Regions from separate parts of the Pan troglodytes genome. Here region 1 is linked to region 2. Evidence: chromatin contacts called from public Hi-C data. All regions are on one chromosome and are shown on one strand. Each heading gives the region's core, a stretch centred on a gene start, on an enhancer-like site or on the middle of the called end of the contact. The rest is flanking DNA. Distances are from core to core; before and after follow the strand shown.

What was found. Hi-C and Micro-C count contacts between places; a contact is called where the count stands out from the background.
Region 1: a contact with region 2 is called in a Hi-C map of stem cell-derived neural progenitor cells, with 4 times the contacts expected there. The contact joins the enhancer-like site here to the promoter of RERE in region 2. A contact is called at or near these places in 1 of 7 Hi-C or Micro-C datasets (stem cell-derived neural progenitor cells) and 1 of 1 datasets of contacts at active chromatin or transcription factors (stem cell-derived excitatory neurons).

What each region holds. Positions count from the first base shown.
Region 1 is chr1:223,628,807-223,634,466 of NHGRI_mPanTro3-v2.0_pri, reverse strand. All of the region lies in intron 11 of RERE (arginine-glutamic acid dipeptide repeats), which reads right to left. Among named protein-coding and RNA genes, the nearest start is that of SLC45A1, 57 kb to the left of the region's middle. Within about 2 kb of position 2,881, at least 12 of the 24 cell types and tissues checked have an H3K27ac peak or open chromatin away from gene starts, as enhancers often do. A contact at or near this core is called in stem cell-derived neural progenitor cells, where this site is marked.
Region 2 is chr1:223,185,124-223,190,503 of NHGRI_mPanTro3-v2.0_pri, reverse strand. RERE (arginine-glutamic acid dipeptide repeats) reads right to left here and starts at 2,010. Exons shown (of 22, transcript XM_009447680.5): 1 at 1,423-2,010.

The sequences.
Region 1 (5,660 bases), core at 1,632-4,131, 440 kb before region 2:
GCACATAAATTCAGTGAACAAAAGCTGTTGCAGAAATCAATAGCTTACTGAAACATTAACACAGGCAATCATTAATCAAAAGGCAGCTCCACAAAGGCAGCCTTGCAAATTAGCTCCTGATTTTGCTTGCAAGCAAACACAGAGGTATAAATGTTGTCGACATGAATGGCCTATAATCATCATTTTGCCCCTGATGCTCTCACCTCATCTCACAACAAGGTCTCACAGTCAACATATCTTATGTCTCGGTGCTATAATTGCACACAGCATGAGGAACTCAACTGGTTTAGTGCCTGGGCAGAAATGGGAAAGGAAGGGGGCGAAGTCATCTCCAACTGACAGTGTTCCCGGCTGCAGCTCTTGCCAAGAGAAGTGCTCAAATCCATTGGGCTATATTTAGCAGATTCTCTCTCCTTTCCTTTTTCTTTTGGCAGTGGGGGGGCTAAATTTTTCCCACAGGTCATATGCAAAAAGCCATTGGCAATGACAGGAGCTTGGCTCCTGGACTTAGGAGTCTCTTCCCAGCAGAGGTGTCTTTCCAGGCTATACACTAAGATGGAGTTAGGAAAATGAGCACCATTAGGTTCCTTTAATTTCCCATAAAAAGAAAAACAAGGGGAAGGGAGTGCCACACATGGAAGAGGGAGGGAAGAAGTAGTAAGCTGCTTGGCACCAGGCAATCTGGGTGAAGGGCCTTAGGAGAGAAGGAAAAAGCTAAGGACGCAGAGTCAGCTGACTCTGGGCCTAGTGGGGGGACAGCTCACCGGCAGCCGCTCCTGCCATCCAGGGGCCTGCTGGGCTCAGGCCACTTTCTCCTCCTCAGCCACCACTTTATTTCTGCCCCCTCCAGGGTTAGGCTGCGAGTCTATCAAGTTCACACAGACACAACATAAGACATCAGCGCAGGTCTTTAAGAGCTCCCTCCGCCGCCTGGGCAATCTGGGCTGGAGCAACAGGGGCCGGGGCTGCCTACCTCCTAGAGGCTGCCTGTACCCATTTCAGGTATTAATACTGGTTCTGCTGTTCTGGCCAGGCCCAGTTCTGCTTTATCTTGGGTAAGTGATAGGCAACCCGATCCAGGGGCCAAGTGGGTGCCCCTGTGTATGTGCATATGTGCACAGATGTGAGCAGGGTCTCCTCCCAGGCTTTCCAACAGGTCAATTTACCTGTGCGCATTTGGTAAACTAAACACTATCCACCAACAAAACTGCTATTTAATTTCCCACAGGCAGTGGAATGCTACGGGAAGAGAACCTGTAACCTGTCCTGTGATAAGCTACATGTCTTCTCTCTCTTTAGGGGCATGGGGGAGTGAAAGAGTAGAACAGATTGTTGAAGAGGAAGGCACTGGAAGCATTTTGACTATAAAAGGCTCATTCGTAGCAAGCATGCCTGTTTCAAACAGTATGGGGCCCAGCTTCTCTTCTGCCCGAGCCCAGCATGAACTCCTCAGACAGGATCCTCTGAGAGGCTGACATGGAGGCAGGAGAAGGTTAAATCAATGGTTTCTGCTGTCCCATATTAGAAGCATAAGGGTACACCCAAGATTGAGTCCCACTTTTTTTGGTAATTATATCATTATTACCACATCACCCAAGAAGTCTGGACACCCCCCTGAGGAAGGGGAGGGAGTGCAATAGAAGATGAGGTCTGGAGACCCCCACACACGGCATCCAGGGTGTCTGCAGCCTGCCAGCTACCATCGTGTGTGTGTGTGTGTGTGTGTGTGTGTGTGTTTTCGTGTTCTTCTAATTAAGCCAAAGAGTGAGTGTGTGTGTGTGTGTTTTCGTGTTCTTCTAATTAAGCCAAAGAAGGACTCAGTCCTTTGTAAATGACCGTATGCGCACCCCCTTTCAATTCAGTTCACAGAGAACAGTGAGAATCTTCCATTGTCACAACACAGTTTTATGACCAACAGCAAAGAATGATGAGGACTGCTGGCCTTACAGCTATGTTAAGGAAGGCCCTGGAACAGCAGTTTCCTGCATCCTTGCCCATGCAGACAGAGGGGAGATACAGGCAGGCAGGCATCTAAACCAGATCTCTGCAACGTCACATGTGCCCAGGCTCTGGCCTTGTGCCACTAGTGAGGGTCAGCTGCAGCTCCTTTCTTTTTCACAAACGAAGTTTCCAATGGGCACCCTTTCTGGGCCATGCATCGCCCACTAAAAAGGAGGGGGCAGTCGGAGAGAAGGGGGATGAGGAGGCAGGCCTGGAAGCTTCTCATGGATAACAGGATTATAAACACAATTTCTTTCCGAAGCTATTTCACAGGTCCTCGAAGCCCACCTACCACTGTCAGCTGAGCAGACTGTAGTTACGTGATGGGACAGGAGCCACCAGGGGCAGGGCTGCTGAGTGCACATCCTTATACGCACCTGACCCCATCGCAGAGTTTTAGAAGTAAGCATTTAGAAGAAATCATTTTAATTCTTTAAGACACAAGATTATCTGTTCCTATGGCTAAACAAATATTTTAACATGAATACAGAAGGAGCAGCTAAATAATCTCTACACAATGCCTTAACTCTCGGTGCTAATGTGCAATTAGAATCAGAATGTTGTTCCCCTGCTTAAACTTTTGTTTGAAAAAATGCCCCACAGTGAGCATCTGGCTCCTTCTTTGGTGGTACACGTAAAGGGGATGAAGAAATCCACCCCTTCCTTATTAAGTGGAGAGATCTAAAACTTTTTTTTAAGGTATGTTTTTTCAGGGAGAAATCCCAGCAAGCAACAAATAATAAAAAACAAGGCCTCAAATTATGTAGGGCAGAGAGGGAGAAAGAAACATGGTGTAGAGCTGCTTCCTAAACCCGGGCCCAGAGAGTGAGCCAGACCATGAGGAAAGAGCTGTGGCCCTGAGAGCCGGTCCCAGGAAGTCTGCATGCGACGCTGTCCCCTGAAGAGCTGCCCTAACTGGAGTGCTCCAACGCTGCTGCCGAGTGCAGTCAGGAATATTTCCTGGCATGGAATCCTATGCGAGTCATTCTTTCCTTTCCCTCCCCAACGATTCAAGGGCTGGATCTGACAACTGTTCAGAACATCTGAGGTGAGAAGCCGGGCACTGGGCAGAACCAGCGGCGATATTCAGGAGCAGCCACCTTCTACAGATCTTTTTCCAGGAGGCAACTGGTTGTCTTCCAGTAACAACTCTGGTAATTAAAGCACTGTTCTCCTGGGCTCCTTCTTTTGTTAACCAACCGAATCCTCTAATCCCTAAAGGAGCCTGGCACTGTCAGCGGGCTCTGCTGCTAATCGTTAAATATCACCTCTGTGGTCTCTGAGTGCAGCAGGGAGAATGATGATCTGCTTGAAGGCACATGCAGAGAAGTGGAATTCTGAAATCTCAGCCTCCTACGTTCAAGAGGCCGAAGGGCTCTGATCTAAACCGCCACCCACGAGGAAGCCCACAGTGAGGAGGCAGCTGCCTCCAGGCAAGGCAGTCCCTCGGTGCCACCTCCAGATCTTCTTCTGGGGAAAGGCAAAGGGAAAGGAGGGAAGTTACATGAAGGTCTTGTGGCTTTAACTTGTAAATAGGTGGGGCCAGTCTAAGACACTATGAAGATGTTCCTTACCCAGGCACCTTTTTATAACATTTTAAAAAATCAGTTAAAAAAAAATTTTTTTTTTACCACTACATACCACTGCATTTGTACAGTGCAAAGGAACTGTAATAGCTCAAGATTTTTGCCAACACTGAACACTGTAATGAGATTTCCTAAGCTCTGTGTTGTTCTGGTTGATGAACTCAGCCACTTGCTAATCCCACCCTGGCCCCACACCTCCACTCAGACGTCTGGGACCTGAGGTCCTGCCACAGCTCTTCCCTGGGCCGGCCCTCCCATGCTGCACACAGACCAGGTGAGTCTTCCCAAAGCCCCGCTAGTACCTTGCCACTTCTTCTCCAAACGGCCAAAGGTTCCTCAGGGCCTAAGGAACAAAGGCCCAGCTGCTTGACTACTTCTTCTGAGACTTTCTCTGTGTTACCGGAAGACTTTTCTACCATATTCCTTTCTACCATATTCCCCCACCTCACGGCCTTTGGCTTATGTCAAACACAATGGCCAGTTTTCTGTTCCTCAGCACTCTCCTGCCTGCTGGGTGAGCCCCTGAGCCCCATACCACCCCCACCTCCTCCTCTGTCCAGGCCCTGTAGTCCTCCTCATCACTCAGGACTCAATTCATCACATTTGCTGCCTTCTTCTCCATGAAGCCTTCCCTTCACTTCACTCCCCCACCACTGGATGGCATCATACAGGTTTCACTCCTACATCTTTTCATTCCCGCCTCTGTGCTGGCACAGACAGGCTTCCCTGTGCTGTAACCATACATGGGCCCACCCAACTTGCCAAAGTACGTGCTCATCTCATCTGTGAGTACCCCACAGGTCTAAGACAACATCTTGAATAAGTATTCAGTAAACATCTGATGAAATGATTATTTCTGGAGAATTAAAATTCACCTGAAATTAAAAGGATAAAACTTTTGAGAAATGGATACCAAATTGCCACTTTCTTATTTTGCCATGTAAGGTCATTAGAAGTAACTGCCTCCTGATCTCATCATTATTTTGTAAAAGAAATGACATTTTATCTCCAAAAAAGTAAACAGAAAAAGTTCTTTGATTACATTTACTGTTAGGAAAAATGGCTACATTTATTTCTCATGGGCCAGTGAAAACGCAATCCACATGCCGATGTTTGGAAGTGGCTGCTCTGAAGGTGAGTATCATGGAATGGTGGCTTAGGAAGCCACTGAAAATGCTTCCTCACTCAGCAGCCACTGAAAATGTTTCCTCACTCAGCAGCCACTGAAAATGCATCCTCACTCAGCAGCTTTATTTACAAACAAACAAGCAAACAACATTTTACTATGAAATCTACAATGATAACTAAGCTAAGCCATATCTTTTTATATCTTAATATATATTTATCTTTTACATATACTTTATCTTCATCTTTATTTATATTTTATCTTCACAGACTCCCAAATAGATAAACCTTCATTTTCCCTGCTTTACAAATGAGGCAACTGAAGCACAGTGAGATGAAGCCATGTGGCCAAGCTCAGTTTCAATGAAGTCTAACGCCCTTAACCTTAGACTCTGCCAATGAAGTCTAACGCCCTTAATCTTAGACTCTGCTGTGCTGCTGCTCTAAAACGTTCGACCATCATGGTTTAAAGCACTAAGAGGAAATAGCCATCTAGATTTTTTTAAGTGAGGGGGGCAAATTTGGGCTATCTTTGATCTCTGGAATCTCTGAAGTTCAACGCAATAGCATCTTAATCCTCATACCTGGACCTTCAGCAGTTATGGCTGAAGAGCACAAAAGATCCCTGTGCATCCTGGTAACAACAGGATGCCAGCCTTCCCAGCTCAGGGTAGAGCCCCCATCCCAGCACCCATGGACTACAGAACTGCACCTGCTTGAAGCAACTTCAGGGGCACCCAAATCAGAAGCACATTTGGTAGCCATGAGTGAAGATTTAGAATTATGCACATGTCTATAGAAATGCTTTCTGCTTCCTGTACCAAGAACAACCTCTATGACGACATGAGACAGACGCTGGGAGCCTACAACCATGAACCCTCCCCACCTCACTACCTACTTACCATACCTCACACCACCCACCAGCTTCTGATATAGGAGAAGCCCCCT
Region 2 (5,380 bases), core at 761-3,260:
CAAAAAGAGCTGTGTTTGTCTGTGCAAACCTAGTCCCAAATATGGGAGAGAGAGAATGAATGTGTGTATGGAAGAACAATGAGCCCTCAGCTTGGTATTGTGTGTGTGTGTATGTGTGTGTGTGTGTATATGTGTGTCTGTCTGCCTCTGCCTCTTTTCCCTTCGACCTCAACAACAACAGGGAGAGCTGGAAGCCAGCTTTCCACCCATCCCAGGCCATCAAAATCAAAACTGGTTGATAATTTACAGTAGTATTAACTCAGCAAGCAAATCCATGGAACAAAATATCAACCCAAAGATGATTTTATTATTGTACAGATCCAGCTTCTCTCCCCTCCCCCAACAGACTGAGACTAAAAAGACCAGTGTACACTAGACAAAAAGGTCTCTCTTTAAATGGAAAGCAATTATGAAAACTGTTTCAAATCTTAGGTGCATCAATTCCTGCTATATTAAAATGTCTGTTTTGTAATTCACCAAGTTCACCCTCTTACTAGTTATCTTTTTTTGCGTTTAAAAATTTGCTGTGAAGGCTATTTCACGATTCATACGAAACTACTTTCTAAATGTACCTTAAAAAAGCAACAGATACTGAAACATTTAAAGCACCCAGTTTCTCAAGGACCCATTTTACTTAAATCAATGTCTGAAGTCTGTAATCCAGAAAAATTGTAAGCAAACCTTGGAAAAGAGACAGAAGAAAATGACAATTCAACAATGAATCATTCTGTTTTCCTTTCAACAACTTCTCAAGCAACCAGTTTCAAAGGAAGCCTGCAACACTTTTCCCCCCTCCTAGCAGACACACATACACACATGTGTATGTAAAACTACGAATCTTTCCATCATCTTAAAAATTAGTAATAAATAGAAGCCACCCTCCTTCGGAGAGCAGAACTAAACACGATAGTAAGAATTCTATTCTGCTGCAAGTGACTTTGGGTTTCATAATTTTCTAATCACATACAGCTGAGAACTAGAGATTGGGCGCACAAAGAGGAAATCTTCCCCCAATGAGAAAATGATACTTTAATAATAAAGTCCTCCCCCCAGCACCCCGAAATCCACAAACATTCAAGAAATTTACAGTTTCAGTCCTTGACTTCCTTCCCTTCCAGTTTCAGCCAATAATGTAGTCACATGAAATAGTTTAACCTCAAACAAGTAGAACAAGAGCATGAATAAGAGGCCAAGAGAGAGCAGGGGTCAGAAGGCACGCAGGAACGGTCACCTGGCCCGGACAGGACCAAAGAAGTGCCCTGCCCTCGCCCGACTCCCCTCGACTTCGGCTTCGACCCCAGCCTTTTCTTCCTGCCTCCCCCCGGGCGAGTGACTGCTTTCACGGCCGACCCTCTCTGACCACCAGGACGAGGGGCCAAAAAAGAAAGCACACGACCCGGCGCGGGCAAGTTGGACACTTACCTTCCCCTAAAGCGCTACACCATCAATAGAGAGGTGTTCGCGGCCCAGCTCCGGGGAAAGTGGCGGGGATGGGGCGGGAGGCCGCGCGGAGGCTGCGGGGCCGCGGGGCGCAGGGCCGAGAGGGGCGGCCCGCGGGGAGGCGACGCGGAGGGGCTGAGGGGGCTTCCCTGCCGTGACCTTTCCCGCGACTTGAACCTAGGCTCCCTCCTCCTCGGTCGGGCAGATCTTTCAGAAGCAGGAGCCGAGGATCATGTCTGGTTTTGTTTTCCGAGGGCGAGGGGGCTCCCTGAGGATGATGGTGATTTTTTTTTTTTTAATCCTCAACTAGGAGAGAAAATGAGGCAGAGACAATGTGGGGAGCGAGAGAGGGGAAAAGGACGGGGGAGGAGGCGGGGACCGAGGCCCAGCGGGGCGAGCGTCTCGGGGTGTGCGGGAGGCTGAGGAGGCTCCAGAGCGCGGAGGGTTGCTTGCTCGCGAGCGTCTGTGGGAACAGCGGCACCTCCGCGATGGTGGCGGAGCCGCGGCGGAGCTGCTGCACCGACCTACCGCCCACTCCCCGCTCGGGCCCGGCCCACCTCGCAGTATCGCGCCTCTCCATTGGCACAGCGCGGTGTGACGCGGCCGGGGGCCCGGCCAATGGGAGGCGGAGGAGGCGGGATCTCTTTTTCCTTTTTTTTTTTTTTTTTTTTTTTTTTTTTTTAATCTTTTTAATAAAATGAGCAGAGAATAAGGCGGAGAGAGGCCGAGCCTTGACAACGCCGCGGCCCGGGGCTCGAGGGCTCGCGCTGCAGGCGGCGGCCAGAGGCGGTGGGCTGGGCTCCCGCCGCGGGCGCGTCTTTGTGAGAGTGCGAGGCCGGCCCTCCTCCGCCACCCGCCGCGCTCCAGTACCGCCCCCCGCGCCCCCCGGGCGGGGCCAGGCTGGCGGCGCGGGCAGGTCCCGGGTGGGGTGGGGGGAAGTCCGGTTGATCCTGCTGTTACCCGGGTCTTAATTGGCCTTTTCAGTCATTAGGACGCGGATCCATGTTGCTGCGGGCTACAGAGTGGGTGTAAACCATTCGCATATGGACTCTTTCGAAATTCTGATGAGCGGCTTGTAATATTTTTCAAATAGTGTACATGACAAAAGATGAATTAAGAAAGAAAAATAAAAGTGATAAGTCGCACTGCTTATTTGAAAAGAATAAAAAGTGTCATGAAGGCATAAAGGAGAGACTGTACAGGTACAGAAGGGATTTTAGAAAGAGCAGTGTACAACTCTATAGGGTAAGCGTGAAAAAAAATCTAAAAAGAGGAAAAGACCAAACATCACCTCTTTTTCTTTGAAGAATGAAGTATTGTGTCCCACTTCCCGAAAGCCTGATAATCACAGGGTCTATCATGCTGTAAAGGGAGTAGGGGCAGGCCAAATGATCATATTCTAGTTAATATAATTTATGGGATTGAGGGGTTTGGAAATTTCAATTATGATTAGAGTTTTTGAAATGCATATCATGTTTATTGAGTTCTTTCACAGAGCCTGGCACGAATCCAGGGTGAATCATCAACCTATTGTTGGTTTGTTAATATTCTGTAAATGCTTATTGGTGTCCTTATACCATACACTCTTCCCGAAGGAGTTAAGGTCCGTATAAAATAAGGGGTAGAAAACGTAGCACAAAATAATTCACTCATCTGTTTCAAATGAAGTGATAATTTTCTCCTTGGAAAATCTATTCAGATTATAATTTCCACATTGAATTATTCTTTTTTTTTTTTTTTTTTTTTTCTGAGAGGGAGTTTCACTCTTGTTGCCCAGGCTGGAGTGCAATGGCGCGATCTCGGCTCACCGCCACCTCCGCCTCCTCAGTTCAAGCGATTCTCCTGCCTCAGCTTCCCGAGTAGCTGACATTACAGGCATGCGCCACCACACCCAGCTAATTTTGTATTTTTAGTAGAGATGGGGTTTCTCCATGTTGGTCAGGCTGGTCTCGAACTCCTGACCTCAGGTGATCCACCCGCCTCAGCCTCCCAAAGTGCTGGAATTACAGGCGTGAGCCACCGCACCCGGCCCACATTCAATTATTCTTTAAAGAATAATTTGGACTAACAGATACTATTGGACCATGACCCAAGAGATCTAAAAAAAAAAAAAAAAAAAAAAAAAAAAAAAGCGATAGATCCTTGCCATCACATTTCTGAGTAACTTTCAGCAAGAAAAATCCTCTTTGCTGGAGTTATGAAATGGGGAAACTAGTTAATATCTCTTTATATATCTGATAATGTGAGAACTGAATTTTAAAACCTAATAAATTCAATAAACTGCTTCCAACATTCTAGATATGGATAGGACTATCTGACTTCCTGTTTGGAAATGATGAGGGATAAAGTATATCAGTTAGATGGCTTCACTTTCCATCAAAACCTCTAACTACAGGAGCATTCTTTCTTTTTTTTCTTTTTTTTTTTTTTTGAGACACAGTCTCGCTCTGTTGCCCAGGCTGGAGTGCAATGGCGCGATCTCAGATCACCGCAACCTCTGCCTCCCGGGTTTAAGCGATTCTCCTGCCTCAGCCTCCCGAGCAGCTGGGATTACAGGCATGTGCCACCATGCCCAGCTAATTTTGTATTTTTAGTAGAGACAGGGTTTTTCCATGTTGGTCAGGCTGGTCTCGAACTCCCAACCTCAGATGATCCGCCCGCCTCAGTGTCCCAAAATGCTGGGATTACAGGCGTGAGCCACTGCTCCCAGCTTATTATCTCCATTTTAAAAGTCAAGGAACTGGGGCTTACGGAAGTTAAAGAACTAGCTGAAGATTAAAGACGTAAAATACCGACTTGGATGTTTTTCCCATATTAAATTTTTAAAAGTTTCCTTATTCTCTTTTCAGCAATATTTTTAAGTGGGAATTAAGTAAATAAAAGTAAATAAAGTAGTTATTGAATCTGAAAATATCAAGGACTTTTTTTAGTTATTTTATGTATCTTACTACAGGTAAGAAGTGATTTTTTTAAAAATATACAGAGATCACATCAGAGCTGTATTAAAGGAAGATGGAAAATGGGGATTATTTAATAAATGATATTGGGACAACAAGATAGCTATATGGGGAAACAAAAAACAACAACACACACCCACTAGATTCATATTACTCCTAACACACCCCACCCCCAAAATCACAGGTGGATTTCTTTATTTTTTTAATTTAAATTTTTTTTTTCGGAGCCCAGGAATTTGAGACTACTCTGAGCAACATAATGAGACCCCCATCTCTACAAAAAAATTTTAAAAATTAGCTGAGTGTGATGGCACATGCCTGTAGTCCAGGCTACTTGGGAAGCTGAGGTGGGAGGATGGCTTCAGCCTGGGAGGTTGAGGCTGCAGTGAGCTGTGATCATGCCACTGCATTCCAACCTGGTGACAAGAGTGAGACCCTGTCTCAAAGGAAAAAAAAAAAAAGGAAGTTAGCCCTTGCTTATACGTGTTGAAAGTGTTTCTCCCCAGTCTGCCTGTTTCTTGCATTGCTATGGTGTTTTTATGCCTTATAGGGATGTGAAATATTTATGCAGTAAAATTTATTGGTGTTTTTTCCTTTATGGCATCTGGATTTCCTGCCATGTTAGAAAGAGCTTCTTCAATCCATGATTTGAAAAAGTTTTAGTGTTCTTCTAATACTTTTGATTTCATTTTTTAAAATCATAAAAATTTGGCATAGACAAAAGAATATACATTATGTGTACATAGGTTGAGGGGGATAATAATAAAATAAACACCAGTAAACTCAACCTAAGAAATTGTGGTTTAGTGGTTTCACTTTTTTAATCATTTATTTTAATTTTTTTTAGAGACAAGGACTTGGTATGTTGCTAGGCTGATCTTGTAGGAGGGCTCAAGCCATCCTCCCACCTCAGCCTCTTGAGTAGCTGGGATTGCAGGCACCTGCCACCATTCCCAGCTTATTCGTTTCATTTTTTTACATTA